Linked DNA regions of Mus musculus: regions 1, 3 and 4 are each linked to region 2. Evidence: chromatin contacts called from public HiChIP or PLAC-seq and promoter capture Hi-C data. All regions are on one chromosome and are shown on one strand. Each heading gives the region's core, a stretch centred on a gene start, on an enhancer-like site or on the middle of the called end of the contact. The rest is flanking DNA. Distances are from core to core; before and after follow the strand shown. Region 1 holds the start of Bbx (bobby sox HMG box containing). Region 2 has its middle 92 kb from the start of Gm4802. Region 3 overlaps Gm4827 (predicted gene 4827). Region 4 has its middle 84 kb from the start of Gm4827.

What was found. Promoter capture Hi-C pulls out the DNA fragments that hold promoters and counts their contacts. HiChIP or PLAC-seq counts read pairs in DNA pulled down with a chosen protein or histone mark.
Region 1: a promoter capture Hi-C map of hippocampal neurons shows a contact between it and region 2, with 2.1 times the contacts expected there. The contact joins the promoter of Bbx here to the enhancer-like site in region 2. A contact is called at or near these places in 5 of 39 promoter capture datasets (the 3T3-L1 cell line, hippocampal neurons, liver and 1 more), 1 of 484 Hi-C or Micro-C datasets (B cells), 4 of 115 datasets of contacts at active chromatin or transcription factors (embryonic forebrain, large pre-B cells, memory CD8 T cells and 1 more) and 1 of 9 other capture datasets (liver).
Region 3: a contact with region 2 is called in an H3K4me3 HiChIP or PLAC-seq map of bone marrow-derived macrophages, with 9 times the contacts expected there. The contact joins two enhancer-like sites. A contact is called at or near these places in 1 of 15 datasets of contacts at CTCF or cohesin (CD8 T cells), 3 of 484 Hi-C or Micro-C datasets (embryonic stem cells, liver and pre-B cells) and 3 of 115 datasets of contacts at active chromatin or transcription factors (CD8 T cells, bone marrow-derived macrophages and memory CD8 T cells).
Region 4: a RAD21 HiChIP or PLAC-seq map of pro-B cells shows a contact between it and region 2, with 6 times the contacts expected there. The contact joins two enhancer-like sites. A contact is called at or near these places in 1 of 15 datasets of contacts at CTCF or cohesin (pro-B cells), 1 of 484 Hi-C or Micro-C datasets (bone marrow-derived macrophages), 2 of 115 datasets of contacts at active chromatin or transcription factors (embryonic stem cells and large pre-B cells) and 1 of 9 other capture datasets (embryonic stem cells).

What each region holds. Positions count from the first base shown.
Region 1 is chr16:50,430,687-50,437,649 of GRCm38.p6, reverse strand. Bbx (bobby sox HMG box containing) reads left to right here and starts at 5,261. Exons shown (of 17, transcript NM_027444.3): 1 at 5,261-5,408.
Region 2 is chr16:49,501,187-49,508,364 of GRCm38.p6, reverse strand. No RefSeq gene overlaps it. Among named protein-coding and RNA genes, the nearest start is that of Gm4802, 92 kb to the right of the region's middle. Within about 2 kb of position 3,639, at least 87 of the 459 cell types and tissues checked have an H3K27ac peak or open chromatin away from gene starts, as enhancers often do. A contact at or near this core is called in B cells, bone marrow-derived macrophages, hippocampal neurons and 2 more, where this site is marked.
Region 3 is chr16:50,061,082-50,068,428 of GRCm38.p6, reverse strand. All of the region lies in intron 1 of Gm4827 (predicted gene 4827), which reads left to right. Among named protein-coding and RNA genes, the nearest start is that of Gm4827, 8.1 kb to the left of the region's middle. Within about 2 kb of position 4,713, at least 34 of the 459 cell types and tissues checked have an H3K27ac peak or open chromatin away from gene starts, as enhancers often do. A contact at or near this core is called in bone marrow-derived macrophages, where this site is marked.
Region 4 is chr16:50,153,381-50,160,882 of GRCm38.p6, reverse strand. No RefSeq gene overlaps it. Among named protein-coding and RNA genes, the nearest start is that of Gm4827, 84 kb to the right of the region's middle. Within about 2 kb of position 2,377, at least 2 of the 459 cell types and tissues checked have an H3K27ac peak or open chromatin away from gene starts, as enhancers often do. A contact at or near this core is called in pro-B cells, where this site is marked.

The sequences.
Region 1 (6,963 bases), core at 4,012-6,511, 930 kb before region 2:
TTCTCCCTCCCCCTCCCCCTCCCCCACCAACAGCAACAGCACCAGCAGCAGCAACAACAACAGCCTCCACCACCAAGATCAAAAGGCAAACCTGAGCCACCTGGTTGTGGCACACTCCTTAAATCCCAGTACTCAGGAGGGAGAGGCTGTGGAATTTCTGAGGCCAGCCTGGTCTACAGAATGCATTCCAGGCCACGCAGTGAAACCCTGTCTTGAGGGGTGGGGGAAGGGAGCAACAGCAAACCCGAAGCAAGGATAAGGAAACAAGGATAATACAATAAACAAGTTAATGTGGATGGGGAAGAGCCCAAGGAGGCCTCACTCAACCTTCTACAACTACAGCAACTGAGAAGTGCTGAGTGTCTTCACCAGGGAGGAACAACCAACTGTTATCCAATGCCACATGGTCAGCCCTGAAAAAACACACACAAGTAACCTTATACAGACTGAGAGGGCTGTACTTATGTATTTAGGAAAACACACACACGCGCAGACACACACACGCACACACATACACATATGCACGTACACACACACATACACACACACACACACACACACACACACACACACGCACGCGCGCGCGCGCGCCCCGCCAAAACCAAAAACAATGAATAAAAAGAAAGTTTGTGAAGTTGAAGAACAAAGAGAGATATATGGGAGAGTTTGGAGTTGGAAGGAGGAAATGGAAGGGGAAATTATATATATATAATTATAAGTAAGGGTATATTACTTAATATATACAAATTACAATATAAATTATATTATATAAGTAGGCTACTAAATAGAAAGAAATAATAACATAAAACAATGATGTGGGAACATACTATCTTGCTATTTGTCTTATATATCTTATATGAATTTTAGTGAGTATGCCAGGTTATCTAAAATGGAAAATACTTTAGACAAGTAAACAATATGAAAATATAACTTCTGGTGACTATAATGTCAGTTCTGCTTATGATTTATATGTGTCTCTATCTTCTTTGTCACCTCCTTTTTTTTTTTTTCTGGATACTAAGCATTTTGATTTTTTATTTGATTTTATCTTCTAGCACGGGTGGCCTTTCTGAGTTCTTTTTCTTGTCTTGTTTCCCTGTACTTTAGATATTTGCTTTCACCTACATTTCTGGCACTGAGCTAGCTACCATTCTAGCTACTGCTGGAGAGCAAGATGTAAGGGAAAGGCCATCATTTTGCTCAAGGTCTCTGCCACTGGTTAAACACTCCCTTCAGTACATCAATATACAATCCTAAGAGAAATATCTGGATGCCTTTTAAGAGGGATACTGATAGAACCCCACAGAGGATCACAGGAGATTAGGGATTCCCAAGTGCTTGACTGAGCGATGCCCTAAGAGAGCAGGCTGTGTAGTTTTTCTTCTTACCGTGTATTTTGCTGGTTTTCTTTAGCGCTGTGAATGTCTGCACGGCTCCCAGGATAAGATCTTTAATTCTTTGTCCCTTTACATTGGCTTGAAGGGAAGTGGTATGATCTCCATGCCCTTACGCATACCTTCCACTTACATACGTAGGTGTATTATACAGAACAGACGTGAATCTCAGAGAGGTCAAGTACGTGCCATAAATTGATGTCTAAGGCGCTGTAACTTTCTCAAGTTGGTTTGTATCAAAAAGCATGATCAATAAACTTGCTTTTTTAGGCGCCATTATGTCCAACTGATTGCTTTATTCTGGGCTGAGGCTGATATCTTTTTTTCATTTTATTTATTTATTTTTATTATTATTATTTTTGGGACCAGGTCTCACTATGTAAATTAGGCTACCCTTAAACTTCTCCACTTTTGCTAGGATACAGACACACACTATCATGCCTAGTCGCTGCTGTGTCTTGAGATGCTGGAATCCTTTGAGAATGGTATAAAAGGCAATCACAAACAATGGGTACATAAGCTGCAACAAGATCTCTAAACTCCGTTGGTATGATAGTTAAGCTTTACAGAACTGGGCCACGCATCTGCCATTGACTTGTATGTGAAAAAGATAAATAAAAATAACACTGATTGACTGTTTAATTATTATATATATATATTTCCCCTTGTTTAAAAAAATGGGGATAATAAGAGCAATTAAAATTATATATATATCATATATGACACATTTAAATTTTAATTACACTTATTATTCCCATTTTATAGACAAGGAAAGTAATTTCTAGGGTGATTAAGTATTTTTTCTAAGGCTGCTGAGAGGTAACATCAGGATTTGAATTAGGATTGTAAAAGGAAACAAAATAGAAAAAATTACTTATGTATTTAGATAACTGACACACATCTATATACTCACATCTGCACATACTTAAAATGAACTTTCTAGAGGGACTGGCACAGAGAACCTATTCAACAAATGTCACGAAGAAGAATATTGAATAGACCTATAGAACAAAATGATGCTCATACAAATGAAACATTAATGCACAATTTATTTATTTGTTTGTTTATTTATTTATTTTTCAGGACAGGCTTTCTCTTCATAGGCCAGGCTGGCCATGAACTCACAGAGATCCACCTGCCTCTGCCTTCCAAGTACAGGGAGTAAAGGCGTGCAAGTATAATTATTGCTGTTCTACAGGCTGTGAGTTCCCAACGATTTTCCGTTAAGAAATGACTTGTAAGAGACTTCAGTCCATGCTCCATGCTCCCTGTGCTCTCACGTCCCAGTCAGGCCAGTCAGCTCCTCTCACTGTCAGAGACCGCTAAATTAGAACGCAAAAGCCTGGAGGGTACGAATAGACGCCCATATCCACGTGGACTATGGAATAAATTAACATTCAAATTTTACTTTTTATTCAGCGCATGACTTCATTTTTTATGACCATGTGCTTTATAAATTATAAATAATTTATTTATACTGGTATATTTTAATGTACAGATAAATATACAAATGTTAACGTAGTCTACACGTAGGCTCTTACTGACAGTGCTGTGTAATGTGTGTTGGGTACTGTAACTTTATATGATTCATTTATGTTAAATGTATTCAACAAAAACGTAATCATAAAAATAAAGTATGTCTTCCTGGAAGTTGGAAGTTGGAAGTAAAAGTGAGGAGTGGGCTAGCCTTCCCTAAATTTTATTTTATATAGTATGCTAAAAGTAAGTCGTAACGCTTCACCCAGCAATTAAATATATCAACTTTTGCTGATTTTTAACTCTTCAAAAAGAAGCACCTCAAAACCCTCCAGAAATGTTTCCTCTGTCTGCCTTGTGTCTGTGAAAGTTGTCATTTCAAAAACAGGGCCTTCCAGCTGCTCAAAACCTAGGAAATGTCCGGGGCTTCATTTTCTCACCACTGACATCTGTGCCTACCTGGTTTGTCCCTGCCTCCTTTCTCATATAGCAAGACAGAGATAGGAGTTAGCGCAGACTTCAGACCAGTGTACTGTGGATAAGGAATACTTGTTTCTTTCTGTCAGTTGCATGCAGAGGGATATGATAGGACTTTCAGTATTATCACTTGGAATACCCGTGGTTTAGAGGATTTTTTTCTTTAAAATTTATTTTCTTTTAAAAATAAACAGAATACCACACCTCTAAACAGTACTTCACTTTCTAAACTTCATAAACTTCTTTTTCTTTAGGTTTCTTTTTCTACTCTTATGCAAGCACACATGTTCACTTAATTTATTTATGACTATGAAAAAAATATCTTAGGAACGAATCAAGGAAATAAAACAGCTGGGACAGATGTGGTGGTGCACACCTTTAATTCCAGCACTCAGGAAATAGAGGCAGTGGGGTCTCTGTGAGTTTAAAGACAGCCTGATATATCTAGTGATTTCCAGGCTAGGCAAGGCCACTCAGTCAAACCTTGCCTCAAAAAACAAAAACAAAACCACCCCCCCCCCCAAACAAACAAACACACAAACAAAAAGTCCAAAACCCAAAACCAGAACAGAAAGGTTTTCTTACTCGGTTTACTTTTAAAATTTAGGCTATCAGTTAGACTATAAAAATCATACTATTTAATCTTCAAAACTGTTTGTATTTAAGATTCTTGAAAATTTTGGATCCTGGTCAGAAGGAACTCCAGGAAAACATCTGGGACCTAGAATAGTCCCAGTGAGTTGTAGATGCTGAATAACCATTTAATGAAGGCAATCTTGGGAAAGCTTATTTTAATCTTTAAATAAAAACTAAAATCAACTCTAAGAATGAAGGAGACTAAAAGAACTCATATGCTCAAAAGATTGCTCAACTAGTTAAAAACTTGTGTGTGCATTTTATTCTGTTTTAATTCCTAGGTTCGGTTCTTTCTAAGTATCCCTTTGACTTGTTTATATCAAACTGTTAACAAGATCTGCCAAAGATACAGCATAGTAAAAATATCATTAAAACTAGATCTCGCTTTCATTGTCTCTAGAAATCACCCACCATAGAGTAGTCATATACAGCGGGAAATACATAAAACAAAGGATGTGTGTGCGTGTGCGTGTGCGCGCGCGCGCGCGCGCGTGTGTGTGTGTGTGTGTGTGTATTATAAATCTTGGCTATATTGAACCAAGAGGTCTATTTCTAAGGCAGACTGTCGATTGTCATTTTCCCACAAGGTGTGTAATTTCAGCACACCTTGTGTACCCATACAGGTGATTGCCCTCTGACTTTCAAGTGCACATTCGGCTACTTTAGCATAAGGTTTATCTTTGTTTCTGCCTGTTGTATTGATTTTTTTTCTTACTTTCTGAATTTGCTTGCTAACGAGGCAGTCACAATCTCAAAGCATTCTAGTCTTGATAAACTTATCTCGCACTATTTTGGCCTATGTGATGGCTAACCCATTGACAAAAGAAATCTAAGCTGATAAAAGCCTTTCTCGGCCACTTGTTAGCAGGCCGGGCTGTAAAATCATAACACAATGCTCGCCTCTTTCATGGGGCACCACAAGGCAGCGATCAAACCCATCCCTCCTCACTTCCATATCCAGTGGAGTTGTAGTTTATTACCATAACCCTCCCAAGTCAAAAGGACACCAGTTTCAAGCCTGGCAACTTGGTATAGAGAGGGCTTCCTTCCTGACCCCTACTCTGCTGGGCCTCACTACCTGTCTTCGCCCACTGTCTACAGGTCCCGAACATTAGAAAATAGAAAATGTGATGATCTTTGTGTGTCTCTGTGAAATGTGTGTATGTGTGCGTGTGTTTGGGTGTAACGCGCCTCCTGTTTGGCTGCGCCGCCCGTCCGTCACGGCGCGGGCCAATGGCAGGCTGCCTTATATAAAATGAGTGTTTTCAGTCTCTCCGGGTTGCATGTACTGTATGTGGAGCAGTGTACAGTGGAGCGGAGGCAGCGCGGCTCCGCAAGCTCCTCTCCACTTTCCCATAGAGAGCCCCTGACTGGCCGCTGAGGGCGAGCCACACACACGCCCTCGCGCCGCGGCGAGCCCGCGAGGTAGGCGCCCGCCATCCGCAGCCTTCGCAGGCGCTCTCCCGCACTTTCTGTTTTCCTACTCACTTGCGAGCCGCCGGGGCTGCAGCCCGAGGACTCCGCGGCAGGAGCGGCGGCAGCGGCGGCGGCAGCCGGTAGGGTGGACTTGAGGAAGGCGAGGGGAACCCGCGCGTCCGGAGCCCGAGCCGCCACCGGCCGGCGCCTCGCGGGCCACTTTCCCCTCAGCCAAAACTTTGGGTGGCGAGAGGTCGGGCCGAGGGTCGCGGCGGCCGCGCCGGCGGGCCCGGGCCGGGGGGCGCGCGGCGCTGCCCGGCGAGCGCGAGCTGGGGGCCGGGCTGGGGAGGAGTAGGCCAGCCGGTGCCAGGCTGCGTTTGCAGGCAGCACCTCTCGGCGCCCGGGCAGCGCCGCCCGAGGGGGCACGGAGCCGGGGCGCGGGGTTGAGCCGCCCGAGGAAAACAACAACGGAGCGGTCCCCTCACGCCGGCGGGCGGCTCGTGGCCGCCCCGGGAGCCCCAAACTTCAAGGAGGCGAAAGTACGTGGAGGAGCCCCGGGCAGGGCTCGGCTGCCGGGGGAGGTGGGGCCTGAGGAGCCCGGGGCAGGGGTGGAAGGTACGGGAAGGCTGCCCTCGGTGGGTCGGGGCTACATTTGGTGTGTGTGCGACGGTGACCGGGACCGGCAGCCCGGTTGCTCGTTCATCTGCAGAGTTAGGATTTGGGTGTTCCGGCCCCGAGATCGGTGTCCCCCTCACCCCCCACCCCCAGCCAAATGCGCGGCGAGTGGAGAAAGTGCTGTTCCAGTGCCAGAGTAGCCTGGAGGAAGAACAGGGGAGAGGGGAAGAAGGCGAAGAAGGCGAGAGAGGGAGAGGAGGGGAGGGGAGGGAAAGGGGAGAGGGAGGGGAAGAGAGAGAGAGAGAGAGAGAGAGAGAGAGAGAGAGAGAGAGAGAGAGAGAGAGAGAGAGAGAGAGAAACGGGAGGGAAGAGAGGAGGGGGGAGAGGACGAGGGAGGCTGTGTCAGGATTTTGCTTGAATGTGGGATTATGTTGTGTCAATAAGTTTAAGGTGGAGAGAGCGAGGCTGGGGGTGGTGGCGGTGGAGGGGAGGAGGAAGGCCTTGGCTGGTTAAAGACTCATTCTGAAGGTAAGTTATGGCATTGCACGGTCGCGATGACAGAAAACTTGCAGATCCTTTATCCGGGGATGGGGTCGATGCCTCTAGAAAGAGCTCCCCAACCCTCGGAAGCCACGCTCGTGTTACACTGTTATTTTCTGCGATCCGGGTCGCTAGTAAATTACAGAAATCAGACTGGAGGCTTCTTTCCCTCCTCCACCTCGAATCGCTCGCTCACCCTCAGAAATGTATTATTATTATTATTATTTTAAAATTTATTTTGGGGAGATCGCATGAAACTTAACGTAACTGAGACCGAACCGGATTCTTGTAATTTACAAGGACCCCGAATCCAGGAATCTGGAACACGTTTATGTGTGAAATACCCGCGATCATTTCTGCTAAATGAGGAAGGTAAAACGAAACGATGCAAAAAGCTAAGACACAACAT
Region 2 (7,178 bases), core at 2,390-4,889:
CCAACCAACCAACCAAAAACTTAAGGAATTCGCTATGACTTTCATTTCTCAACATTCTTGTAGGTCTTTTACTACCACATGATGAAATTGTGGCTGACGTATTCAGTCTCTGTGAAGTATACTGTTCAAAGCCTTGGCCATACAAGTTTGTACTTGTATAAGCCCCAAGTATCTCTTTCCTATCTTTGTCATCATAAAATAGATGAAAGCTAGCTTCTAGAAAGAATGTGAATTGTGGTTCATTGTTCATTTTTTTCTTGGGTCAGAATTAGATCATTCATTTGATTGTCCTGAGGCCCAGACCCTGACCTCTAAGGTTAATCTCTGTGGTCTGCAGATGAGTATGGCGAAGATTTGTAGTTGTGTTAGAGGTAGGTTTGACTTATCGTGACGATGTATATCCTCATGGGAATTAATTTTCAGAAGCAGTTCTTGAAATGGGGGAGAAATGCCTCCATAGCTCAGGGTTTGTGCAGTTCCTCCACTATCCCGTCTCACTAGCTTCTATGAGTTGAGGATGATCTTTAATCACCTGTGCATAGGTACAGGGCTTTTATTAAGCTCCAAGGTTGGAATCCTACAGAACTACATGGATAGTCAGTTAGCTAAGACAGTTAAGGATAAATTATACATCCACCAATTTGTTTGTCGAAGTTCCAACCCTCAGACTTGAGACATGTGACTTTATTTGGAAAACAGGACTTTTAATAGGCAATTGAAATTAAAAAAAAGTGGCCTTAATTCAGTAGTATTTATATCTTCATAACAAGAAAAAGAGATAGCAAGGGTATGTGAGGAAGGAGGAAAGATCACATGAGGACATAGCCAGAAGGTAACTATCTTCTGTAGGCAGAGGGCACAAATCTCCAGAGAAACGGAACTTGCCATCCCTTTCTTCTCAGACTTTATAGACTGTAGAACTGTACCAACACGGATTTCTGTTGTGTAAGCACCCGCTCTGTGCGTTCTGAACAATGGCCTCTGCAAACCCAAGAAGTGATGCTCAGATGCAACAGCACTAGCTTGTAGACAGTTTTCTATCTTCCATTTTTGCCTACCCAGCTCCCTGTATACAGGAAGATGAACTCATATTTAACCTGCTGTCAACATTTTCCATACAGTAATACATTCTGCTATAACAAGCTGAATGTTTCAAATGGTAGCTTTCCCCCCATTGTCTGTGAACTGTCACGAGTAGCTGCAACAAGAAAAAAAAAATGTCATTTAAGAAAACCGGAAATGATACAAGCACCAAAATGCCTGCTAAACAATTAACATACTGCATGAAGAGTAAAAAAGAAAAAAAAAGGTTTTTTTTTAAATTAGATATTTTCTTTATTTACATTTCAAATGCTATCCTGAAAGTTTCCTATACCCTCCTCCCATTGTCTGTGAAACATCACAAGTACCTGCAACAAGAAAAAAAATGTTGTTTAAGAAAACTGGAAATGATACGAGCCCCAAAATGCTTGCTAAACAATTAACATACTGCATACAGAGTAAAAAAAAAGTTTTTAAAATCCAAATTTCCTCATGAATATTTTAAGGCAGCATAATAAGAAGTTCCTTTTTGTCTCTCAAACGTAAGAAAAGAAATCAAAGAACAGGGCAATACAAACAGCATTAAATCTTACACTTTTGAAAAGCTAATGACTTTATAGTGGTAACTCAATGGGTCAACTTTTCTTTTAATGTTGTTCATCTATTTCAAGAAATAACAGAATATCCTAAACTGAATGCACATGAGTGAACTTTAAATGGTTAACAAGATAGTTTTACTCCTAAGAATCCTATTAAAGTTTGAAACACTGGTTCCTGAAAATAAACCAAAATATTTTATTTAAAATTGAGAAGCAATTTAGTCGATCAAAAAGTAAGTCACAAGTCATCTATAAGTTGAGATTATATGGCAAAATTTAACATAATTCAGTTTGGAGGAGTGGAATATTAAGAGGGGAAAGATGGTTGAACATCACTGGATATCTGAGTTTATATACCAGGGCAAGCAAATGGTTTGCTATGGTGAAATCTCACCATACTCAGCTAAGCTTTTATTGTCAGTGGCTGCTTTCAAACTAACACTGAAGAGCTGTGTGGTATTTACAGAGATCGTGGGCTTTATATATCCCATTTACTGTTTGACCTTCTGTAGAAAAAGCCTTGCCGAGTACTCCTCTATTCACTCAAATCAAAACAAATCAATGAATTTTGTAGCAAGGAATTTTAATTTATCCATTTCTAAGCTCATCTTCCTTGGGTGTATCTCAGAAGAGCAGAGTGTAGACCAGATAAGATGTACCATGAACTTGATCCGCCGTGTTCTCTTTTTGTACTCCTAATCATTTCATGGAAATGATAAAACAATATAGGGAAAACAAGAGCTGGTGCTTCCTAAGGATTCGGTATGCCCCTGTGGTGGCTTTTCTCCATTGTAAATGTTGATTAGATTGAGAGATGTCCAGGGGATCCATGAAGCACAGCTCTAAGTGTGACTATGATGGCGTTTCAGACATGAACAGATGGCGAAGCTTCTGAACTACTGAATTAATTACTTGATAGATTTGCAAAATGACTATTGAGAGATGGTAAAGGGCCGGGTAAATAGAGGAAGCAGGTCACTAGAAGCGTGTCCTTGGAAGGTCTATTTTGCATTGGCCTCTTTCTACGTTCCTTCCACTATGACAGGATGTGAATGTTTCTGATGCATCAATGTCCTGGATGTCACACAACACTAGAACCTCCCAGACCAGAAATCAAAATAAACATTTCCTCCCTTAAGCTTTATCTCACTGCTCTTTGGTGACAGGGAAGACAAAAGTGACCAACACGTCCCATCCATCCGTCTCAGCCCACTTTCTGCACTGGTGCCCTTCGTGCATGGTGACCATGAACATTGCTTGGTCCTGAGCTACTCCCTTTTCCTGTTGGTGAGATGGAGGTCAAGTGCAGGCACAAGGGTCCCGCCCCTTAGTCCATCCATCAACGTCTGAACAATCTCTTCCTTCCCTTTAGCCATGCCGATGAAAACATCTGTATAAATAAAACCCTAAACAGCTGAGTCGTCCACCGACGTGTAGAGGTCCTGACCAGAATGATGCGCACAGCACCCTGCCAACAGCAAGTGCTCAACCATTTGTAAATAAGTATTGTACACACATGCTACCTACTCAGATTTTTTAATATCATGTTTTTATTTATTTTAGAAAATAAGTATATAAATAAATACATATATGCAGTGTATGTTGATTTATCATCCTCTTCCCCACTTCTCCAAACTCACAGGGCCCCATCACGTCCTCCTTCCTGTTCCTTTTCGTGTCCTTTTTTATTTTTAAACACACTGAGCCCAATTACTGCTGCCCTATATGCGCGTGATGTCATGCCAACCACTACAGCATGGGCAACCTACCAAGGAGCACATCCCTGGAAGAAAAGGAACTATCCTCCCAGCAGCCATCAATAAGAATAGCTTGGAGGTGGGGCCTGTGAGTTCCACGCCCATCTCTGCTGGAATTTTGATTGGCTTGATTGCCTGCAGGCAACTAGGGCACCTTTGAGTTCCTGAGTGTGGAGGTCTTATCAAGTCTAGAGGAGGCTGTGTAACATCTGTTCCGTCATTTCCCTACCAATGGGTCCATGCTGGGTCACTCGGGAATTAGTGAGTTCAATCACAATTTGCTACATTATTAAGGTCTGGTCGAGTCTCCGCCCTCTGTTGCTTTCTCTGTCCCTTCAATTTTCTGGGTTCTGTATTATCAGACTGCCTGAGTTTCTATGGAGATTACAGAAGCATGACCTTGAACCTCATCCTGCTTTCTGGTGATAATTTCCTTTGAGGTCTAAAATTTGTCTTATTATTCTTGATTGCTTGGACTTTCGTGACTACATATATTTTCCCTTGGAATTCTACGCCCTTTCCTCCTTGCACTAGACTCAGACTGAATCACACGATTAGGGAAGGGCATTTGCTGCAATCTGCACTCGTACAGAGCAGCGAGGGTCTGGGGTGGTGCGCACTGTTTTGTGAGATGCTCATCTGTCCTTTCTGGATGTACTGATTATAGCCACTGTGAGTCATCAGCTAACGCGCGTATACTGAGCTCATGCCAGAGCCTCAGCCGCCCCTTCCTTTTCCCGCCCATCACAGCTCATGATCCCTTCAGCTTTCTCCTCTTAACCTTAGCTGTTTGGATCTCTGACTTCCTTTGCACTGATGATTATAATTGGGAAGCTGTTCTCCGACATTCGGATGTACCTGATGCGACACAGACTCTCTGCGGATTCAGTTTCCTCACAGAGTTTATTTATAGCTGAGGTTTGACGTTACCTGAAATCAAGCTTTTTTTTTTTTTCTCCCTTGCAAAAGTACTTTCAGTTTTTGTTCTTTGTGGAAGGAAGTAGGACAGACTTCAAGGCACAGTATTTTTGCAGTGCATCAGAACCTTCTTTGAGAGCTTGATTCGCAGTCTTTCAAGTAGACCAGATTTTCTCACCACAGTCAATTCTATGAAATGCCAGAAAGCAAGAGCTAGGCTAACTCAAACACACAAGCAGCCAAATTTAGCTTGACACCCTTATTAAATATTGACCTCATGGGAACTGAGGCTGAAAACAACCTTTGAGAAAGAAGCCAGTCTACACATTAATGGGCTTCCTTTGTTTTGGTTTTGACTGTCCTTTAGTTGCCTAGCCAATATATTGAAACCAAGTTAAACTTCAGGCTCAAACGATTTCCTTTTTAACACATAGCTTTGACCTAGGGGAACTAATCAGATAGATAATATAATTGTTGTTAATCACCCGAGTTTGTAATTGTACCTTTGATCTGTATGCTGAGAAACACTTTGGCAATGTTGACTCCCTCCCCTCCCTCCCCACCTTCTGTAGTTGGTGGGCTTTTTGTTTTGTTTTTGTTTTGATTTGTTTTATCTCCCACCTTCCCCCTAGAAGCTAAGCAACATAATGTGTGAAGTCACCAACTTGCCATGACAGAATAAAGAAGAGATCCAGCAAATGGGAGCCTATGTCACTTAGTTACACTAACACCATTAACACTCAGTCCTTTCAGTAGGGATGCATCAAGCAGCCATAGTTTTGCCTTTGCCCTTTCCCTGTAGCAGGCAGGGACTTGCAAACACTTCTTTCTTTCTCATCTGACAGGTGTTTCTTCCATGCTTCAGCATCTTCAGTTTTTTGACACCTAAGAAAGGGATTTGAATTCAAGGATACTCGAATTCTCTCTCACCCCGCCCCCCTCTGCGTGTGTGCGCGAGTGTGTGTGTGTGTGTGTGTGTGTGTGTGTGTGTGTGTGTGTGGCCTGTGAGTGCATTTTGATGTTTTCCTGGGGCCTCATATGACAGCTGAACATAAGAAAATAAAACCTGCAGCTATTAGCATTGTTTGCTCCATGTGAATGATATCGCACTAATGCCCTAGGTTCTAGAGCTCAGTGAGACTGGTTTTTGTTTGTTTGGGTTTGGTTTTGGTTTGCTTTGTTTTTTTGGCAAGACCCCAAACCTTGTCCTAAAGGCAGCCACATAGGATGTACTCTGTTCCTGAGAAGATTCCGAAACCCACAGCCGCTGCTCATCAGCGCGAGGGTGCAAACCTCTGGTTTTCTGTTTCTTCCTTTTCTTCTCAAATTCTGCTTCCGCTTCTGAGAGTTGAAGCTGCCGTGACGGAGACTCTTCTCATCTCACTCCAGAGCTCTCTGAAGTGAATATGTTAAAGGCATCCAACGAAGGCCCTGCCTGAATTGAACTTTTGGGGTTCTTTAAATCTCAAAAATCTCCATTGCTGAAGCAGCTCTCTTCAGGGTTCCTGGGAGAGCTCTGGGTTCAAACTAGACCCTAAAGGTTAGAACAGGATGGACTAGTTGTTTGTACAGGCCATATTTTTCCCCTCACGGAACTGAGGTTCTTAGGCTCAAGAACTGGAATTCTAAAGTAGTTTTTAAAATAGAAAACTTCCAGGTTGGATGTGACTATATTTAGATGCTTACATTTATTACGCTTGAATTTTTCTAGAATATTCCACTTTTAGGAAGACTCAGCCAAGGGTATTAGAAATGTAGAACAAGGAAGGATGCAACTCCTAGCTGGGCCCTTATGTTTAATTATAGACATTACAGACAGATAGAGGGAAAAGCATTTAGGGAACAAGCAACACAGTAGTGCCCTAATGCCACCAAATGCAGAATAAAATGGTTCAGGATGCACTTAACAGATTTTACTGTGTAAAGGACTCTTATTATGGTAGGAAGATCTACTGAATCTCTGAGTAGTTAGATAAAGGTGAAGGATTTATTCCCAGGACTGTTATAAAGATGCCCCTACTTTTAACATGTTCACTTTAAGACTTGTTCCAAAGACAAAATGTATATAAAAGAATAAGAAATGCAAACAAAACATTGCTAGATATTAATGACATGAGAACCTAAGTGGACTACTGTCTATTGGCCAGTTAACTCTGTCCAATTCTAATTGGCCAGTTCTAACGATGAACCAAACTCTGTAGCCCGAGGAATGCTTACCGTTAGCTTTCAAAGCAAAACAGAATAATAATTCTCAAATAAAAAAAGTTACATCTCCTTTGTTATCTTGGTGCTGACTTCAGTATAAACCCCAAGCAAACACTTAGATAAGAACGTACTCAGAGGGAATGGTAAGTCTCTTCAAGAGGAAATGGACACCTTTAACCTTCTACAATGCACTGAGAACATGAAGGTTTAGAGGAGTTCACCGGGGATAACTTGAGTTTATATATATATATATATACACACATTAATTCTTAGGCCTTTTAGCTATAGCTCAAGAACTGGAATTCTAAAGTAGTTTTTAAAATAGAAAACTTCCAGGTTGGATGTGACTATATTTAAATGCTTACATTTATTATGCTTGAATTTTTCTAGAATATTCCACTTTTAGGATGAATCAGTCAAGAGTATTAAATGTAGAACAAGGAAGGATGCATATATATATATATATATATATATATATATATATATATATATATATATATATATATTCTTGTAAATGCATGCCCTCAGATCCATTATGAGGGAATGACTCCATGGAAGGAAAGAAAGAAGAAAGGGAGGAAGAATGGAAGGAAGAAAGGAAATTAGAAAAAAAGGAACTGCATATTATTATTAGGTGGATGGGGAAGGAGGGTGTCTG
Region 3 (7,347 bases), core at 3,464-5,963, 560 kb before region 2:
TATAGGTTTCATCTTGTGGAGTGGGACTTACATCCGAGGAGAAAGTGGTTGGTTTCCCATGACGTCATGCCACTAGTGCATCAGTGGGCATGTCCTGTCAGGCTGTTATTATTGTGGTTCACACGATTCACAGAGAGGTGAGACTGATGGTTACCTTCCTCATCCAGCTGCCTGTAGAGGACCTTCTAGCATCCAATAGGAATGAAGCATCGAGGTGAATACCAGGTTGATTTCTCCATGTTCTATACTATGTATGTGGTGTCTACAGCAATAGGGTTTCACCATCAGGTCCTGGAGGTTGCCAGTAGCATTGGTAAAGACTTTTGTCTGCCTTTTTATTGGTTATTTTATTTATTTACATTTCAAATGTTATCCCCCTTCCTGGTTTCCCCTCTGCAAACCCCTTATTCCATCCTTCCTCCTCCCCTTGTAATCTTTTAAAAAGAAAAGGAGAAGAGATCTTTCAGTTACTTCTAAGCAGATCTCTGAAAAACCTGTATGAATAAACTGCTGTGCTTAATAATTTCATTTTATATGTATTTCACACTAGCCCTATAAACTACCTCCTTTTTTTCTTAGCTCCATTATCATTGAATTGGACTCTGGAATACATACAGAGGCCAGAGGGTGTAGCTCAGCTGAGGGAGTACTAGTCTACTGTTATAGTAAATATTTAAATCTTGGCCAGGAGTTTCTACCCTGCCTTTGGTTACTGAGCTCTTGAATAAAGAACATACTCACAGACTTTATATTTACAATAAGCCTTAAACAACACAAGAGCTGGACAGCTGCCTACCCTCTGTGCTGTTAAGTGTCTCCTTTCCTTTTTTTTTTCTCTCTCTCTCCTTTCCTATCTATAACCCTGAGCTATCACTTACTATATACTATGCTTCATCTGGGTTGCTCTTAACTCCAATTGGCCACCTGTGATGGTTTGAATATGATTGGCCCAGGGAGTGGCACTATTTGGAGGTGTGACCTTGTTGGGGTAGGTATGGCCTTGTTGGAGTAAGTGTGCCATTGTGGGTGTGAGCTTGAAGACCCTCACTCTAGCTCCGTGGAAGCCAGTCTTCTCCTGTTTGCTATAGGAACAAGATGTAGAACTCTCAGCTCCTCCTGTACCATGCCTGCTTGCACACTGCCATGCTCCCTGCCTTGATGATAATGGATTGAACCTCTGAACCTGTAAGCTAGTCTCTCTCTCTCTCTCTCTCTCTCTCTCTCCCCACCCCCACCCCCACTCTGGTTTTTCCAGACAGGGTTTCTCTGTGTAGCCCTGGAACTCACTCTGTAGACCAGGCTGGGTTCGAACTCAGAAATCCACCTGCCTCTGCCTCCCAAGTGCTGGGATTAAAAGCGTGTGCTGCCACTGCCCTGCTAGCTAGTCTCAAATAAATGTTGTCTTTATAAGAGTTGCCTTGGTCATGGTGTCTGTTCACAGCAGTAAAACCTTAACTAAGACACAAGTCCATGATCTTGTGGTTCACCTAACTCACAGCAGCTTGCGGCCGCCACCCCAAGATGGTGCCCGGGATGGCTGCCAGGTCTTATGACCTGCACCTGACTTCCTCATTACCTCAGACTTAGCCACATCCCAGCTGCCTGTACTGCGCAGACGCCATGCCTTGTCAGCTCACCTGAGGTGTCGTCACTTGCTGTGAACCAATGGACTGCCGTTACATGACTGGGGTAATTGGGAGGAGTCAGTAGGGTATTTAAGGCACGCCCGGGTTGTTTGGGGGGGGGGGGGGATTCCCGTTCCTGCATTGCAATGCAAAGTGTTTCTGAATAAACCTGCTTGAAAGAGGACAACGTGGTGTTGCATCTTTCCTGCTAGTCGGAGTGGATGCAACACTTCTCCTTCCTCCTTCCTGCACCTTCTTCCCTAGTGGTCCTCTCAGACCCCAAACCCAGGAAACCTAAACTCCACCTATGTCTCTTCTGTCCAGCTATTGGCTATTGGCATCTTTATTCACCAATGAGAAATAACTTGGGGGCAGGGTCACAGGGGTTATGTGCAGATCTTGGGGCCCACACTTAGCACTACAATAGCTAGGATAAGACAAAACCTCAGCAGCCTACCATACACAAATCTCTGTATTTGAGTCCTGGAATCACATATACCAGGAGTGGGTAGCATAAATGCCCTAATCCCAACACTATAGACCTGGAAGCAGGAGACAGCAAGTTCAAGATTCACTACCCAGTGAGTTTGAGGTCAACCTGAGATACATGAGACCTTGTCTCAACAACAACAGCAACAAAGCATGGTGATAGGATTGAGGGTGGAATGGAGTCTTAATAGGAAGGATACAGAGAGCAAGCCATCTAGAGGAGCTCTGTGCAGCGGGAAGAGAGCTGCAAGGCCTGGGAGTATTAGGAGGCAGAACAGAAAAGGATGGTGAAAAGAATTAACTCCTAGCAAGAAAGGACACCACAAGCCCTGAGAACAGACCTGCTTCAGAAATTCTTAAGCAGACAGAGGAACTTGCTCAAACCTTTTTAAGGCATTGCTTGTGAACCAACTTTAAGATCCCCAGTGACATCATCCTTGGCACAAACTCATCGTGAAAATGTGTTCTTCCACACTGTAAATGAATAGAAAGTCCTTAAAACAGAAAGCCTGCCTTTTAGAAGTTAAAACCAAATGCAAACAGTGTGTTTCATAGATAGCTCTTTGCCAACAAGTTGATTTTTCTCTTGGATCCATCCTTCTTCACCCTTTGGGAAAGCCCAATACTGCCATGCCCCAGTACTGTGACAATGCCCAGAGTCAGCTCTACTGCCGCTTGCTTCAGGGGCACACAGAGCTGCTGGATAGAAGAATTTTTCTTCTTAGTGTATCATATTTGTATCCACAGTCCAATCTGAAACCCTCGGGACTTGCTGTCAATCTATCAAGAGAGGATGTAATAAACTCTGAGGCTGTTGCCAGGGAGCTACCATTCCTAGGGAAAATGTTTGTCAATGTACAGGAATGTAGTGGAAGAAAATGACTTAACCATATAAATCTAAAACTTCAGGAGGAATGGGTGATGCTTTGGTCTGCATGCATTAACTCACACTGTGCACGAAGCACAGAGAAGCCCTGTGCTGGTTTCTTCTGTGGCTCTTTCCTAAGTGGAGTCTCAGTGTCCATATACTGGGAACTTTAGTGTTAATCTTCAGGCAATGCAGGGTCTCCTCTGTCTTTCTATTGCTCTTCCTGGAATAGCTCCATTTTGCTCAACTTCAAGACTTTGTATTTCTCTGCTACCCAACAACCACCAGCCTTAAAGAAGGAGGATTAAATTCTTAATCAGGATTTAAACTGCACAGAAGATAGACCTAAGGATCCTTCAAACATGTGGAAAGCCAAGGTCTTATTAACCAGATCTTGAATACACGAAGGAGTGCATTCTATGTCTTACAACTTGGTAAATTGTGAACAATTAATCTTATCACACTGGCTTTGCTCTGTTCATTGACTTCCAAGTCACAGTGCATGCTTGGTTGTCATAAAGGAGCATCACCTGGGATGAGAAGATCACCTTTTGCTTACTCCTGCCTTTCACCAGTTCTAGAGCTAAAAATCGTATAGAGAAATGACTGGGAATGAGAATCAGCGGTTGATCGATAGAGTGCTTGCTTAGTGTGCACAGGACCTGGTTTTGGTGTGCAGCACTGCAAAAATAACAACCAACCAGAATGTGCAGACACAGCAGCAGCATCTATTCCCCAACACTAAGTGGAACACTCCAATGCTTCTTCCTAGTGAGTTACGGCATGTATCTGTCTCTACTCTGCATGGGAAGATGTTTTGGGTCAATTTAACCCACTTTCATATTCCGTATCAAGGAACTTGGTCTTGCTGGGAAATGATGATGACTAAGGGGGCCAGTTTATGTCTTGGAGGTGTATAAAGCATTAAAGAGGGAAGGATGATGGGAGAAGGGGAAAGTGGGGGTGGGAAAGAGGGGCTGGGGGAATAGGGAAGTGAGGGAGAGGGAGATAGAGGAGTGATGGAGTGGAGGTGGGAAAATAGGGAAGTCGGGGAGAAGGCTTGGGTGAGTAGGGAGTGGGAGGTGGGGGAATAGGGGATAGGTGAGTGGGAGAGTAGGGAAGTAGAGGATAGGGGGTAGAGGATTAGAAGAGCTGATGAAAGGAATGAAATACAACCTCTCACCATCCACCATCCCCCCTTCTCTGGTTACTTATCATTGTTTAAATTACCACCTCCAAAAATATACATTAATATCCTAACTGCTAGAACCCATGGATGTGCTTTTATTTGGAAATAGAGTCAGTGCAAGCATAATGAAGTCAAAGAGAGGTCATACTGGAATTGAGTGAACCCTTATCCAGTATGATAGGTATCCTGCTAAGAGGAGAGACACGAGGCAGACGATGTGAAGACCATGGGGAGGCTGCCGTATGTTCTCCATCAGAGGAAGCACATGAGTGAGGTACGAGTGCAGCCAAACCAGAACAGGCCAGGCAAGTCCTCCCCGCAGGCTTCGGAGCACTGTGATGCTGCAGGGACTTTTGGTCCTTTAGCCTCCAGGTCTGGGAGATGATGCACCCCTCTTATCTTAAGCTGCCTAGTTTGTGAGGCAGTTAGGGCTCTGCTAGCAGACTAAGGAACTCCCTCATCCTGTCCTCACTTCTCTCCCATGTCACAGAGGGCAGAGCCACCTCTCACAGGCCTGCCAGACATCAGCTTTGGTGTGAGTCAGCGCATCACATTCTTCTTCTTCCCTCTGCTTATGCTCACCCGGTCTCCTGCGAAGCATGACATCCATGGCTTTGGGTTTCTTTCTGATGAGTCAGAGAAAGTTAAACAGCATGTACCCCATTTTGAGGCCCTGTCTTCAAACACTAAAACAAAGGATGCTCAGTTTACAAGAAATCAGAGAAGAAATTGGGGGAAAAAAAAACCAAAACCAAAAACAAAAACAACCTGACTTGATTTCTAAATCCTTTGTTTTTGTGAAGCCATGGGAAATGGACTTTTTGACTCAGGACAGAGTCCAGCCATGGTGCTACAAGCCTGTGGATGCCTAGTGGTCCAAGTCTTCACTGTTTTATGGTCAAAATTCTTCCAACAGTGTCTAGAGTTTATTTTTAGTCCCCATCCCCTCTATGCAGACGAAGAAAGCAGAGTGGGGTGTAGGTGGTAGTGTAACTCCTCAATAGAGGGAGTTAAGGAATGGAACCCACATTGACTGTTTCAGAGTGCTCATGTCTGGCATCGCTCTCCACTCTCTGATCCTCCTACTCATAGAATCTATTGCCATATCATTTATCAACTGTTGTACACTGTAGGCCCTCTCCATAGATCCTCACAGTAACTCTGCAAAGGCACGCAGTCTTCATTCTTTAGATTAGATTTAGAGAGAGAACAGAATGTGCTTAAATTTATGAAGCTGCGGGTGGTTAATCCAGCAAGCAAGGTCAGACATGACCACCTTTCCATTAGACCTCACCACTTGCCCATAAAGGCAAGAAAGAATGTTTTTAGCTAGCCTTGAGCGACCAAATTCTCCAGTAGTCCACATTACCCTTGAGATAGTCATCTTGGGCTAGGGGCGTTCTCACAGCCATTCCCTGCTGCCTCTGCATTTCTGTTGAGAAATTTGGTCATAGAAGATAAGGAAATGAAAGCTCTCCTAGGTCAAGCAGAAAGAACAAATTGTTCTGATTGTTCCATGGCTTTGCGAAGGCTACACTTCATTAAAGCCCGATTTGTATTTTATTGAAAGCCTTCAATATACCTACAGTGTCCTTGACACTTGGTATGCCCGGGCATTTCTGAAGATCAACAGTGTTCAGAATTTATGGGGTTAGGACAGTAAAACTGATCAAAACCTCCTGAGGAACCTGGAAGCACTTTTTCTTTTTAAATTGATTTTTATGTGTTGATTCATTCTTTTTCTTTTCTTTTTTAAAAAAAATTATTAGATATTTTCTTCATTTACATTTCAAATGCTATTCCCCTATACCCCCCTATACCCTCTCCCCACCCTGCTCCCCAGCCCGCCTACTCCTGCTTCCTGGCTCTGGCATTCCCCTGTACTGGGACATATAATCTTCACAAGACCAACGGCTTCTCCTCCTAAAGATGGCCGACTAGGCCATCCTTTGCTACCTATGCAACTAGAGACTCAGCTCTGGAGGTACTGGTTAGTTCATACTGCTGATCCTCCTATAGGGGTGCAGACCCCTTTAACTCCTTGGTTACTTTCTCTAGCTCCTCCATTGGGGGTCCCATGTTCCATCCAATAGATGACTGTGAGCATCCACTTCTGTATTTGCCAGGCACTGGCATAGCCTCACAAGAGACAGCTATGTCAGGGTCTTGTCAGCAAAGTCTTGCTGGCATATGCAATAGTGTCTGGGTTTGGTGGCTGTTTATGGGATGGATTCCTGGGTGGGGCTGTCTCTGGATGGTCCTTCTTTTTGTCTCAGCTCCAAATTCTGTCCCTGTAACTCCCTCCATGGGTATTTTGTTCCCCATTCTAAGGAGGAAGGAAGTACTGGAAACACTTTTTCTGTAGCGTCTAAGGATCTTGGTTAGGGAGAACAGTTGGAATGCCCCAGAATTTCCTAATAGCATGTGATCAACAGTTTAGACTTTTGCATATGCATTCCTGAGCTGTGAGCCTGTTTAGCAACTAAGCATATGTGGGAATTGTAAATTTTAATCCCAGATAAGGGAGAGATTAAGCCAAGGGGATTAGAGAGAAAGAGTTATTTCATTTTTTTTTCCAGTTCTGCAAATTGAATTCATGACGTCACACTTTGCCTTGTGTTCTACCACCGAACTATTACTCCCCACTGGATTACTAAATATCTACATGACTGTATCTATTCGTTTGTTTCATCATCCATCCCCTCAAACACTCTACATAACCAAGGATGGCCTTGGCCTTGAACTTCTGGTTCTCCTGCCTCCGTATCCTGAGTGCTGGGATTACAGGTGTCCACCACCACACACCTGTTTTATGTGGTGCTAGGAATTGAACCCAGGCCTTTGTGTGTGTTATATAAGCACACTAGCAACTGAGCTACCTCCTTGGCTGTGTTTTTTCATTTTAAGAGTTGTTTGTAGAGACCACACTGGCCAGTAGGTTTCTAACTCCCCTGAGGCTATAAACGAAGGAACTTGTGTACAATTTTAGATAGGTACGATAAAGAGCAACTTTTTTTCTTTTTACAGAGGATAAGAGAATATATACTTCTGCCTCCACAGAGCCTCAGCTCTGCCATTTTAGCATGGAGTAGCATAGATAACATATAAATCAAAAAGTGGCTGTGCTGCAGAAAACCTGACAGCTTTGGCTAGATGGCTTGGCCTGTGACGACACC
Region 4 (7,502 bases), core at 1,128-3,627, 650 kb before region 2:
CCATCACACACATGCCTACCACCATGTGTCCACCACCTCGTGTCCTTCACCACACATGCCTACCACTACATGTCCATCACCGTGTGTCCACCACCACAGGTTCATCACTACCTGTCCATCACCACATGTTCATCACCACATGTCCATCACTATGTATCTATCACCATGTGTCCATCATCCATCACTATGTGTCCATTACCACATGTCCATCACCACACATGCCTACTACCACATGTCCACCACCATGTGTCTACCACCACAGGACCATCACCACCTGTCCACCACTACATGTCCATCACCATGTGTCCATCACCATGTATCCACCACCACATGTCCATTACCACGTGTCCATCATCCGTCACTATGTGTCCATCACCTCACATTGTTGCCTCTGCAACTTACTCTCAGCAAATTGCAAAATTGCTATATAGCATCACTTCCCATCATCTCCATGCAGTTGAGAGCCCTTCATGTCTACCTGAGCCTTTTGTTCCTTGCCTAGCTTCTTATCCCTGCCCCCAACAACCCTCCTCAGTCCCCTGGAAACATCAGTTTTCTTCCCCAGGCTGAGTTTAACTTTCTTTTTCTTGTGTTATTTTATCTTTCTTTTTCTTTCTTTCTTTTTGTTGTTGTTGTTGTTTTTATCTTTCTGAGAGGAAAAACTCCCGTCTCAGCCCCCAGAGTAGATGAGACGATAACAAGTAAACATGTGTACCTGCATCTGGCTAGGTTTGACTTTCTTATGCCACATATGCACAAGATCACATAGTATTTTCCTGCGTTGTGCAGGCTTGCATCTTTAATATTGCCCAAAGTTCTTCTGTGGCAGGCATCTCCTCTCCCCTACCCCCGGCTGATGGCATTATTGAGAAATGGTAGAAACTTAGGAGGTCGGTCCTAGTTGGAATTACCCTCCTGGCCCCTCATCTCTTCTCTCTTCATAACCTCTGCCATATGCTGTCATCATGTTAAATGACTGGGCCTAGTACCTATAAACTATGACTTCTGAGACTGAGAGAGGAAACAAACCCTTCCTACAAGCAGATAATGTTTATGTCACAAGGATAGGAATATGACATATAGCTTACTTATTTGACAAATATAATGCCATGCAGGTTCATTAATTATGTTTCAAATGACAGAATTTCCCTGAGTATTGAAGCCAACCAGTATTCCAATGAATACATATCACATGTTCTTACTCACTCCCCACCCATGGATGCTTGGTTTGTTTTCTTGTTGTGATCTTGGCTATCACAAGCAGTGATACAATCGATGTGAGAATGCAGATGTCTTTCCCAGATACTGATTCATCTCCCTTGGATATATATGCAGATCTGAAATTGCTGGGCTAATGAATATTCTGCATTTGCTGGGCTTCCAACACTGCGGCTAAGCCTGAAGTCTTGGAAGCCATCTCTGACTCTTGTTAGTTCTATAACATTCATCAGACTACATTTCCACATCTCTGTTTCCTCCCTTGAAAAATGAATTTCTGCCTTATTAGTGAGGACTTTAATAACTCATTTTCTCTCTCTGTCTATGTCTCTATCCTACACACACACACACACACACACACACACACACACACACACACACACACAAACAAACACACACACTATTTAGAATGGAGCTGGGTACTCTACTCAATGAATGCTTGCTATTTTTGCCATAGTATTATTTATTCCTTTTTAGCATCTTTATCAGCTCATCTTTTCCAGCAGAGAAATAAATTTCACTTCTCTCTTTTAACTCTTCAAGGCCAGAGTGTGAGTAACATTATGACATTTCTTATTTACGGATCCATGGCTTAGTCAATCTGCAAGTCACAGAAGGCACCGCCATACATGTTTAGTGTGAGGGTTAAGCAAGGAATGCTGCTTCTGGCTGCAGGAGCTCTGCCCTACTGACAAGTGAATGCTGCTGTTGAGTGCATTGTCTATCGGTCGTAAGGTTGACCATGTGAGAGCACAGAGAGATAGAATGTTTATATGGAGAATACACTTTTTTTTTTCACTTAGGTTCCCTACAGTCACACCAAGTGCAAGAACCATTGGAAAGGATAGGCAGCAAATACAACCCATTATCATAGCGGAACATCTCTTTCCAAGGCCCCTCAGTAGCAGGCACCCCTCCAAGTCATGTAATGGGCAAAACCAGAGATGATCACACCTGCCTACTTGTTCTGCCCAGAGACAGTGTGGGATTAATTAAATCATGACTGCCAAGAACACCAGGCTCCTTGGAGACGAATGACCTGCAAATGCAATCTTAGACGATTATTCAGAGTTGTAGTCTGCAAATATCAGGACCCACTTGCAGCTCATGAGAGCAGGTTCGCAAAGACCACAGCTGTGTTGTTTCTGTTTCCCTAGAGGATTCAAAGCATGCTTGGAAGATTCAGGCCACCAAACCAAAACCGTGCTAGAGATTATATAGATGTACCAGACCAACTGGTGCTCACACCTGGAGCACCGGCATTGAGAGTCTCATGTTCAATGTAACTTCACATCCTTCCAAACGAATATCTCTTCTACAGTAAGGGCCTTGACCAGTTGATGCCACTTTGTCTCCCTCTTTGTAATCAATACCACCTAGGTTTATTGCATGTGGGACTTTCAGGAACAAAACTGGGGTAGTCCTTAGGATCCTGGACCAGTTGGTGACTTTAATGGGCATTTTTCTATTGAAGTGCTGGGGATAGAACCCAGTGACTTGTATATGTCAATCAAGTACTCTACCACTGAGCTATGCCTCTGACCTCCCCCCACTTTTGTTTGTTTGTTTGTTTTCGAGACAGGGCTTCTCTGTGTAGTTATGGTTGTCCTGGAACTCACTCTGTAGACCAGGCTGGTCTCAAACTCAGAAATCTGCCTGCCTCTGCCTCTCAAGTGCTGGGATTAAAGGTGTGAGCCACCACAGCCCCAGCCTCTTGACCCCTTAATAGGCTTCTCAAGAGCAATACGGGCAAGTTGATTTGTGGTCTCAGAAATGTACTTGTTGATCTTTGGGACAATAATGGACTATTTGTGCAGACACAGTTCCAGGTTCTTTATAAATAATCCTCACTGTCACTCCTGAAGGAAGACATTGCAATTGCATTCATGTGAGAAATGAGGCTCATAGAGAGGAGTTTGCTGAATGTCACACAGATGGCAAGCTGGCAAGGCTGGAGTCTGCATCTAGGTGATGAGGTACCAGGCCCAGAGGCCCATGTTCTTAGACATGGTGTAGTACTCCTTTTCTATGGAATTTCCAGATCTCAGAGCCGAATAATGCTAGGTTGTTATATCAAAAGAAGTCATGCTTCTCTACTTCTCTTACAAACTCTGAATAAACTCAGAGTGCAAATCTGGGCACACAGCTTCTCTTTTCCTCCCAGGGAAAACCACAAAGCAGTCTAGGATCTCTGATGCCAAATGAGCAACAAATCTATTATAGCCCTTTCGATTTTTCTGCCATTGAATTATCCCATGCTGTAGGCAACACAGGACATGTGAGGAGCCAGCCACATCTAATTGTAAATGACCTGGCTGTCCTCTACCACCATACTGCCACGGGCTTTGTTGCTGACTACCAGTACTTTTGATTGTTGGGCTTCAGGCTGACCTACTCACACCAGGATAAGCCATCAATAGTCCAGTTTCCATCTTTCCAAAATGGACCCAATGCGTTCATGCTGCCTGTGGTCATGAGAGACAGCACCTAACTTGCTGGAGTTCCACTTTACATGCACTGAGCCAGAATCTGGTTGGTGGCTATTCCAATATGGCCTGCCTTCCCCTTGCTGTCCAGAGACTCAAAATATCTGAGGGCCCTGTACTTACTGCCTTTCAAACACCAAACAAAACATCCTGGTTACAACTGCTTCCCTTTGAAATTGAGCAATCTTTTCATAGGTGGAAGAACAGTCACATGACTCTGCCTTGGCTCTGGCTGCTCTAACAAAATTGCTGTGGGATGGGTGGCTTATTTTCAAGTGGCTGTGAGTAAGGTGAGGTGCCAGCCTGGTTAGTTTCTGATGAGGCCACTCTTCCTGGCTTAAAGATGATCTCTCTCCCCCCTGCGACCCCTCTCTCCATACTTCCCTTCCCCTTCCATCCCTCCTTCCATTCCTCTCTCCTTCCTCTCTCTCTCTCTCTCTCTCTCTCTCTCTCTCTCTCTCTCTCTCTCTCCCTCCCTTTCTCTCTCTCTGTGTATAAAAGAAAGAGAGAGTGAGAGGTAGAAGCAGAGAGAGCATAGAGAGAGACAGAGACAGAGAGAATTGTTCTCTTTTCTTATTAGCACTGTGTTCTGACCAACTGAGTTAGCCAACCCCCACTTGTATCTCTTTTCTTATAACTACACTAATCCTCTCAAGGGTCTCACTCTCATGTTCTCTTCTAAATCTAACAGTCCCTCTAAGGTCTCATCTTTAAACAGCACTGGAGGATTAGGACCTATGCATTCTAAGGGAGACATACTTTATAACATGCTAGCTGATTATCTCTGGGGACCATCTACCTTATTCTATTCCCAAAAAAGCAAAACCACCTCTGGTAACTTAAAAGTGATTTAATCTCCTTATTGTATCCAAGTCAAAGTGACTTATTCCTCTCTCTATTATTCCTGCAAGGAAAAAAATTATATTACTATCTACAAAGGTATCTTGTGCTATCTGTGAAAAATAGCATCAAAATGACAATGCCACTTACCCAGCTTAGGGTTCAGATTCAAGGCCTCTAGTTTCAAATGGGCCTACAGTACAGCTATCCTCTTGCCCTTGATTTTGAATCCAAAATAAAAATCGAGAGTGTCTCAATCAGGAGCAGTTTTCCCCATTCTGCAATTATCCATCACCACTGCCGCAGTGCTGATTTCTGCTCCCACACTGTTTAGCTCATGTGCAGAACCGATTTTGCAAACCACAAGTGCAGCAGAGATATCATGTGAAAGGCAGGAGTCAGGGCTGGATTGTGGAGCTGAGAACAGTGGGCCGGTTGGACAAATGGTCTCTGATTAACTCTGAATACTGCCTGATTGAGGTGTTCTGCATCTCAAAATCCCACTGGTGCTGCTAGCTTCCATTTGACATGTCTGTTTGTTTGTTTGTTTGTATCACCATGCCCCAGCTATCCATTACTCTAGCCTAGATTTCCTGAAAAAAAAAAAAAGATGCATTTAAAAGGTTAAGTGTTTTTTTTCGTTTGTTTGTTTGTTTTTTTTTTTTTTTTTTTTTTTATGCAACCTCCTTGGGAACACCATTTGTTGCTGGTTTTCTTAGGAGGAAGTGGTGGTTTGAATGAGAATGGCCCCTATAGGCTGATATATTTGAATGTTTGGTGGAACTATTTAGGAAGGATTAGGGGGTGTGGCCTTATTGGAAGCAGTGTGTCACTGGTGGTGGGCTTTAATCAGGGCCTCAATCAGGGCCAGCCTTTTCTTTCTTTCTTCCTCTTGCTTGTAGATCAGACATAAGCTCTCAGCTACTGCTCGAGAGTTCTGTCTGCCTGCTACTGAGCCTTGGTCACGATGGGTCTAAATTCTAACCCTTTGGAACTGTGAGCTCTCACATTGCATGCTTTCTCTTATAAATTGCCCTGGTCACAGCACTTTGCCACAGCAGTAGAAAAGTAACTAAGGTATATTGGGAGGGGAGCCCCTTGACCCAGGGGAGGGGAATGTAGGGAGCTGAGGGAGGAGTAGGTGGATGCGTGGGGGAGCACTCTCATAGAGGCAGAGGAGGGGGAGGGATAGGAAGTTTGTGGAGGGGAAACTGGGAAGGGGGATAACACTTGAAATGTAAATAAATAAAATAACCAATAAAAAAAAGGAAAAAAACAAAAACAATCAAACAAGTTACTTATAGAATCCCACAGAGAGTGGCTGGAATATTCCCCCCGGTATAGGTTTGTATGAAAGTATGAAAAATAAAAGGGCCTCTGTACTCTGAAAGGGTTTTGAGTGCATGGTCAGTAGGCAAAACTGTATTCTCTATCATTTCATGCCTATGCATAATTGGATGTGCATATTATTAAAATCAGATGCACTGTGGGAATGGACATGCCCAGTAGGAAAAAATGAACCACCCAAACCACACACCTGAGTAGTTAATTCCACTTTCACATGAACCCCATAAGAGGAAACCCCAAAAATGATCAAGGACCTGAATTTTCTTACTCAGGCAGCCCTCTGTCAGTCTTGACTGTGTACCCTCTACAACCTGCCCTGCTGCTTTGTTCTAAGGTTACCTTGTTTCTCTTGCAAACCTACGTGAGCCCAAGAACTGAGAAACACTTGGCCAGCATCCCAACAACTGGTAACACTACCTACTGTAACCGGGCATCTTTGTCTTAGGATAGTTGCAAAAAATTAAATCAAATGATTCATATGCATAAACCATTAGTGTAGTGTGGTGGGCAATGAGTTTTAGTTGATCTTTTATCTTCCTTAGTCTGTGGGGAAAGCAGTTTTTCTTTATGTGACCTAAGGACAGGCAGCTGAATGAAGATTATCTAGACCAATGATTCCCAGAATTTTAGATTTCAAGGCCCATTAAAACTTTAAAAAAGAAATTAAGATTGATAGTGAGGCACTAATTTTTTTTTTATTTAAGACAAGTGAAAAATAAATTTCTAGCTACTAGCAAGAATGTGGGGTTACAATAAAGGAAATGCACTGCAAATATAACATATAATTAAAATGGAATAAATTTAAATTATGGAAAGTCATGTCTATCGCTTATGCTTTCCTCATACTTTTAAGGAGTAGGAGAAGCATGGCAGCCTGTCATGGGGGAGAGGCTCTAATTTAGAAGTCACTAATCTAGCTTAAAACTTCGCTTTCCTTTTTTTTTTTTTTTTTTTTTTTTTTTCCATTTTTTATTAGGTATTTAGCTCATTTACATTTCCAATGCTATACCAAAAGTCCCCCTTACCCACCCACCCCCACTCCCCTACCCACCCACTCCCCCCCTTTGGCCCTGGCGTTCCCCTGTACCGGGGCACACAAAGTCTGCGTGTCCAATGGGCCTCTCTTTCCAGTGATGGCCGACTAGGCCATCTTTTGATACATATGCAGCTAGAGTCAAGAGCTCAGGGGTACTGGTTAGTTCATAATGTTGTTCCACCTATAGGGTTGAAGATCCCTTTAGCTCCTTGGGTACTTTCTCTAGCTCCTCCATTTCCTAAGGCAGCTTGGTCACGTGGCTGTCTCTCTTGGCTTGGGGATTTGGGGTACTGAGGATTTCACAGTTTTCTTGGCAGCCCTGTTCTGAAGTTCATCGAACATAAGGCATGTCTGAGCCCCCAGAGCCAACAAATCCAACCAGCAAAGAAAACCCAGCCTGACCTGTCTGCTTTCCGGGTGGGCTGCATCTTATTGGGTATTTTAATTTATGATCAAATCTCTGAGGTCATTTGGATTTGAAGACGATCTTGTCCCTGAGTGTTAAAAGAAGAATTTAAAAAATTAAAGAAAGAAAGAAAGAAAAAAAATGGGAACAGTGTGTGTCTCACCTTGAA